Linked DNA regions of Sus scrofa: region 1 is linked to region 2. Evidence: chromatin contacts called from public HiChIP or PLAC-seq data. All regions are on one chromosome and are shown on one strand. Each heading gives the region's core, a stretch centred on a gene start, on an enhancer-like site or on the middle of the called end of the contact. The rest is flanking DNA. Distances are from core to core; before and after follow the strand shown.

Evidence for each region. HiChIP or PLAC-seq counts read pairs in DNA pulled down with a chosen protein or histone mark.
Region 1: a contact with region 2 is called in an H3K27ac HiChIP or PLAC-seq map of skeletal muscle. The contact joins the promoter of LOC100511185 here to the promoter of ERAP1 in region 2. A contact is called at or near these places in 1 of 5 promoter capture datasets (liver) and 1 of 2 datasets of contacts at active chromatin or transcription factors (skeletal muscle).

The regions. Positions count from the first base shown.
Region 1 is chr2:103,715,303-103,718,464 of Sscrofa11.1, reverse strand. LOC100511185 (2'-5'-oligoadenylate synthase 3-like) reads right to left here and starts at 1,734. Exons shown (of 9, transcript XM_013994999.2): 1 at 1,659-1,734; 2 at 948-1,127; 3 at 7-192. The coding sequence starts at 124.
Region 2 is chr2:103,413,170-103,416,634 of Sscrofa11.1, reverse strand. It overlaps ERAP1 (endoplasmic reticulum aminopeptidase 1), which reads left to right and starts at 1,569. Exons shown (of 21, transcript XM_021085396.1): 1 at 1,569-1,691.

The DNA of each region.
Region 1 (3,162 bases), core at 485-2,984, 300 kb before region 2:
CTTTACCTCTTTTACTGGCTGTGAAGTGATGCTCTTGTCTTTCATGGTTCTCCCGACTAAGGATTGTTCCAAAGTGCCTACAACACATTCTACAGGATTTTGATATTTTTGTAGCCTTATGCATTATATTCCTTTCTTCTAGATTTACCCAGTTTAGCTGTGTGTCTCCATGGTTGACCTGTGAGATATAGACTGAGCAAAAGTAAATACTTAACACAGGAATTACAAAAGCTTTTTGAGCAATCTGCCAGATTTCATTTGACTTCTCAAGAAATGCGCTCATTCATGGGTCCGGTGAATTCTCATTCTGTATTCTCAAAACAGAACAAAATCCATTAGTTTTTTTTTTTTCTTTGTTGCAGATGGAAAACTGCAATAGATTAATAAAGTGAAGAACCATGAGAACCACAGTGCTGAAAAAATGATCTTTTAAAAAGTACTAGGTTTCATTTCATAAAATCAGAAGAATGAGACCCTAGCTCTTTTTCTGACATTTACTTTCTCAGGCCTTGGGCAAATCAGTCAGCTGAATTGCATCTTTGATTACTCATTTGTAAAATGAGGAGGAGGAAGGAAGGAAGGACATTAGTCTGCCTCTAAGGTCACACTGAAAGTGAAAAATTCCAGGACTGTGAGAACCCTATCCCTAGATAAGTCCTTTGGAATCATAACTATAATAATAGCAGTGTCCTGGGTATAACATTTGTGTCCAGGGAACTCTGTGGAGTGTCCTTCACAGCAGCCCTGAGATGGCCCTTTATAGCTGAGAAGACTGGGATGGACAGCTTTGTCCACTGCATGCCACCCATGGCCTCGGGTCATGAGTTTTAACTTTTCATTTTCTGTTAATAAATCTTCATAAGAGACTTAAAGCCAATGGACAAAAAGCATGAATATTTTAGAAAAAGTGGGAGGTTCTCAACTTCCTCCCATGTGCACCCAGGTACCTTGCTGTGATCTTGGAGCTTATCCCCCGGGACTTCTTGGCCACATTTTTCGCAGTGAACTTTTCCAAGATGCTTCTGTTGAAAGTGATACCTCAGAGCCGTGCAGCTCACAAAATCACTCCCACAGAGCTCACAGTTGTACAGTTTAAGAGCCCACATCCTTTCCCAGTGATTTAGATCCTGTTGATGCCAAAATAAATAAATAAATAAATAAATAAATAAGCCCTTTGAAGAAAATCTAATTCCTCACTGTTACCTACGATAAAGATAACATTTTCTCTGGTGTGCTAATTTGTGTTCTATCACAGGAATGTTTTCCAGGAAATGTATTCCTCACCAAAATCAAGCATGGTATCATGAAAATATCCATTTACATCAGCTGCTTGTAACCTAAGTTTATAAACATTAAGGAGGCTGTAAAACCAATAAAACAAATGCAAAATTTTGTGTATATATGAATATACATACATTTTTCTAATAAGCGTTTTCAAATGGATCTAAGATCCCAGAGATATTAACTGCTGATTTAGATAGTATCTTCACTCAGGGACTCTCAGAGCCTTTGTTTCTTCCTTTTTTACCACCCAATGAATTCCTATATCTGAGAAAATTATCCTGAGTGATGATTTCTACATATCTTTCAAATTAACTCTCGATTTTTTCAAAGTTAAATAGTTTTTTTTTTTTTTAAAGAAAAGTAGAAGTTTATACCAAGAGACGCAGTCTGGAAGAAGATGTTGGCAAAGTCTAATCTTCAGCTGGCTGCTTCTGAAACTGTTGATTTTCTTGTTGCTAAGTAACTCTACTTGCATTTGTAATAACTTGTTTGAAGCTTAGAGCTCCTTTCTCAGAGGTAAGAATTATGGGATTTGTAGTTACCAGTTTCTAAGCAAGTGGTTACATTACATTTTTCTAAGTATACTCGCAGATTATTTTGCATCTGCTGCTGTAACAGATTGCCACCAACTTTAGTGGCTTAAACATATAAAATTATCATTTTATAGTTCCATAGGCCAGAAGTCTGATGTTGGTCACACCAGACTAAAATCAAAGCATTACTCAGGCTGCATTCCTTTCTGGAGGCTCTGAGTAAGATCTATTTCCTGCTTTTTCCAGCTCCTAAAAGTGACACACATTCCTTGGCTGTTGGCTCCCTTCCTCTGTCTTCAGAGTCTGCAAAAGCAAAAGGGATCCTCTTCACATCCAGCTATTCTGATATCCTCTTCTCTCTCCTTCTTCCACTCTGAAGAACCCTTGTGATTCCATTGGGCACAGCTAGATAATCCAGGATAATCTCCTTTTAAGGTCGGCTATTAACAACCTAAATGCTATCTACAAACTTAATTTTCCTTTGCCATGTAAGGTAACTAATTCAAAGGTTCCAGAGATTAGGATGTGGACATCTTTGGGGGACCATTTTTCACACACTATGTTGTAGTTCTAAGTTTCAATAAGAATTAGAAATGAATCCAAAATGTAACGGTATAAAATGAAAGAAAAGCGAACTGTTTTCACTCCTAACAAACTTCAGTACATCATTGGTTTTGGAGTTTTTGTCAAATTTGAATGATCTGCTACTGAGCAAGTGCTCTTTTCACTGAGAGAGGGTTCACTTCCCCAGCAGTGGGTCCTGTCACATTAGGAATCTGTGAAAGCAATTTAGCAATTTAAGTGGCCAGCTTTTAAAAACAACAAATATGAAAAATATGAATAAAGTGAAAAAGAATACATATATATAGTAGATTCACTACGCTCCACAGCAGAAATTAACACAGCATTTTAAATCGACTATACTTCAACAAAATTTTTAAAAAAGGAAAAAGTCAAATAGGACAAAACTAGAGAATATTGAACATAGCGAAGGTAAATTATGATGCGTGAAACATTTTTACAGCTAAACATATACATTTGTGTACTGGGTTGCACGGTAAAATGCATTTTGTAAGATCTCAGTATCACTAACTTGTTTGTGTAATGTCTTCTCATTGGTGAGCATTAAGTCCTTTCTTTTGTTTTATTTCCCTTTTCCCCATCCTACATTTCCATTCCCTTCCTTGTCCCCCACAGGCAAACATTTAATGCGTCTATTGTATTATCTTTTTTGCTCCATGTATGTTCTTACAAAATGTTCCTTACTTTGGAGGCTTGTTTTTTTTTAATAAGTTATATAAAATTAAACGAATTGAAAAGACACTACCTATACTGGAGTCCATTC
Region 2 (3,465 bases), core at 320-2,819:
TTTCATTCCTGATCCCTCTGCCCAGGTGTCTGTAAAGACCTTCCTCTCCTCCTGCCTTCTCACATGTCACTCCTGGCAGCCTCCTGTCTGTTGGGGCGCCTTCAGTTCCTTCCATCCTGACTTTCAAGAAATATTTCAAAAGACACTAAATAGAAACTGAAGGGAAAACAGCATATCCTGTAATAAAAATATGAAAACAAAGAAATGCGTGCGTTTACTGAACAGAAATCTCTCATCTGAGCAAAGCAGGATCACTCACTGACACCCAGAGGCCTTGGAGGTTATAGCGAGCCACTGACAGCCCTGCTGCAGTTCAAACGTGCAAATTACCTGATCCCAAACTGGCTCCTTGTAGAAGTGTAGACATTTCCCTTGATCCCACTCTGATTGGGCCTGGGGACAGGGTATTAAGTTTATATTACAGAATATCTTTGACTGGAGAGAATATGCAGAACAAAATATATTTTTTCAAAAGGAGGCATAAGATGGAAGACAGAAAAGCTGAGAAATACTATTCTAGCAACTTGGAACCCCCCCCCCCCCCGTTTTCCAAGGCAGGGCGGCAGAGAAGGAAATGAAAGGAGAAAGCTTGAGTAGAGTGAGAATAAGTCGCAGAGGGGCCAGCATTTGGTGAGTATAAATATTTGTGTTTTCTTGGCTTGTTACTGCATTTACCTTCAAATGTTTCAAGATGGGCTTTTGGCGACCTTTCATCCAGGTTCAGTGTTCTAAGAGGAGCATAGAAACGGTGACCTGATTTGAAAAAGCAGGGAGAACGTTTTCATGTGGGGAGCAGCAAACTTCTGGGTCATGGTGGAGCAGTTCGGACCAGCTACATCCCGCTTCCACCTATTTCGCACTCTTAGCCAAATCCTTCTACAACCCAAAGGCCAGCCCACTGAGACCCAGGGGATTCAGTGTTTGGCAGAAACAAAGAGTCCTTCCGGATTCTGTTTCTCTGAGGCGGGCCACGAGCTCTCAGAGCTCTCAGCCCATTTGTAGAGGCGAGATGATGGACATCCCTTGAGTCCAACGAGCTTCGAGCTATTTCTGGGTGGGGGCATCCAGTCAGTGGATGGCCCTCTAAACGCATTAGCCCCCTCCTAACCCACAAACCTCGGCCGAACCGAAGGCTAATCTATGAAAAAGCAACAATAACCGTCCAGAGACGGAGAAAATGATCTGCGTTCCGAAAGGGGAGCCCCTCTCCGCCAGGTCCCTCCTGTATCATAACCCTGCTGTTTCCCACACGCAAACAGCACTGTTTTGTGAATTCGCCTCTGGGGAACAATGGTGTCCACTCAGCCCCATACCCGGGTTTTCCCTTCCCCAGCTCCCACCTCGGCTAGGGGCCTCCCTGCGCCTGCCCCGGCTCGGCCCAGCACCCCGCACGCCGCCTGCAGCTCCGGTTCTACTTTCACTTTCGGTCCCTGTGCCGGCAAGGGCAGGGCAGGCTGCAGAGGAGCAAGGGCCAGCCAGCGTGGTCCGGAGCCCCAGGTACAGGGAGCCCCTCCCCAGTGCGCTCCGCTGGGAGGGGGCTACAGGGCTGGGCAAGGGCATGACCTGGGCATCCTCTCTGAGGGGGGAGGCCCCGGGGGCCTGGAGCAAGGGGAGGAGGAGGACCAGGAGGCTGCGTCTCGTGTGGCCTGGGGATCTGGGGATCGAGTCCACAGGGAGGGTGGCGTCCACAGGTAAGGTGGCGGGGTTGGCGCCAGCCCAGTACCGCTGCTGTCCTTGTCCCTCTTTTCTACTGGGAGATGGCCAGGAGCGCAGGGCCGGTGGTGGTCTTGCTCCACTCAGTCCCATGGCCAGGCGGCTGGCAGAAGCCTCCCTCTGCACTCGCTGGAGCCTGGGTTCCTGCCGGCGCCCGGTCCACCTGACACCTGAGTAGGGCCAAGTGGAGGGACCGGTGGACGGACGGTGGGGTTAGGCCAAGGAGGGTACCATGTGGCTAGTAGTCAGAGACTGGAACGCGGCTTTGGTTACTTCCAGGCGCAGGAGTGTTGTGGGAACCTCTGTGAGTGTCCTCAAGATCGTTTCTCTCCTTGCTTCTCCTGTACTTCTTGCCAGCAGTTTTCTGTCCTCACTTTGGCTCTGGCGCCGCCAGGGTTTATTCAGAGTTAAAACACTCCTGTTTGAGCAAATTAAAATTTCCGCTTTGGGTGCCTTTCTCACCAGTTGGACCTGCAAGTTAATTTCATAAGAAGGAGGAAGTGCAGACACTTCCTCACCCTTTTCATGGAGTTGTTTGTTTGTTTGTTTGTTTGAGGCCACATTCAGAAAGAATGCTTTGTTTTCTATTAAATGCACAGAATATTTGCTCTCAACTCAGGATGCGGTCAATAATTTCAAAAAATACTTCTAAAAATTGGCCAGCATTGTCTCTTTTTCCAAGACGTTGTAACTGTACTGTAGCACATTTTCAGGTGGGTCTAAATAGAAAAAAATTCCACTGTGTTAAATATCGAATTAATTCAACATCTGTATCATTTACCAGCAGTGACATGCTGTTATTAGGGCTTGTTAATTTCATTGTTCAGAGCATGTTGGAAGAAGGTCCTGTTGATGATGAATTTCACATCCCATAGTGTCCCAATAAAGGGAAGGTGACATAGCCCAGGATGAGTTGCCCCTGACTTCTTGTGTGAATGGGAAAAGTCACACTCACCAAAGGCAGTAAGGTTCCTAAAGTGTCTTGAACTCTTCCTGGCTATGAGGTAAGTTAAGTACTCCGTTACTGCCACATTTTCATCCACATTGATTGTGAAGAAGCTTTTAGTAAGATCAGATGACAAAGGAAGGTACTTTTTGAAACTTTAAAAGAGTGCAGTCAAGTACAGGAAATTCTTTTAAAACTCTTCTCTCTCTGTTCTCAATCTGTGTATATTTAACTGCCTTCTTGATGCTTCCCCTTGGATATCTCTTAGACATCACACATTCAATATATTTAAAACTAAACCTTGATTCCCTCTCCTCTCTTTTAAACCCATTCCACCTCTGGCCTTCCCATTTCAATAAAGGGCACCTATGACCACCCAGATGTTCATTTTAGAAACCTGGCAGCCATCCTGATAGTCCTGTCCTTTCACTCGCCACTTCTAATCCACCGTAAATATGGATGTTGAATATCTCCATCTCTCTGTGTCCCCAGCCCCCTGCCCTGATTTCTGTTGACATCACTCCAATACAAACCACCATCGTACTTACTCTGTCTAGACTACTTTCTAACTGGCCTTCCCTTCTTCTCAGTCCTCACACCCCACACAGCAACCAAGATGATTTTCTTAAGGCGTCAACCAGATCCTAAGGTCCCCGAGATCAAAATCCAGTGGCTTCTTATTGCCCCTAGGATAGAACCAAAATCCTTTGGATGCTTATAAGGCTGTGTGGTGGTCTGTCCCCAAAGATGCATCTTTCTGCCACATGTTGTGCTTCAGGTTCACTGGCCTTGTAAATAACTTGCAC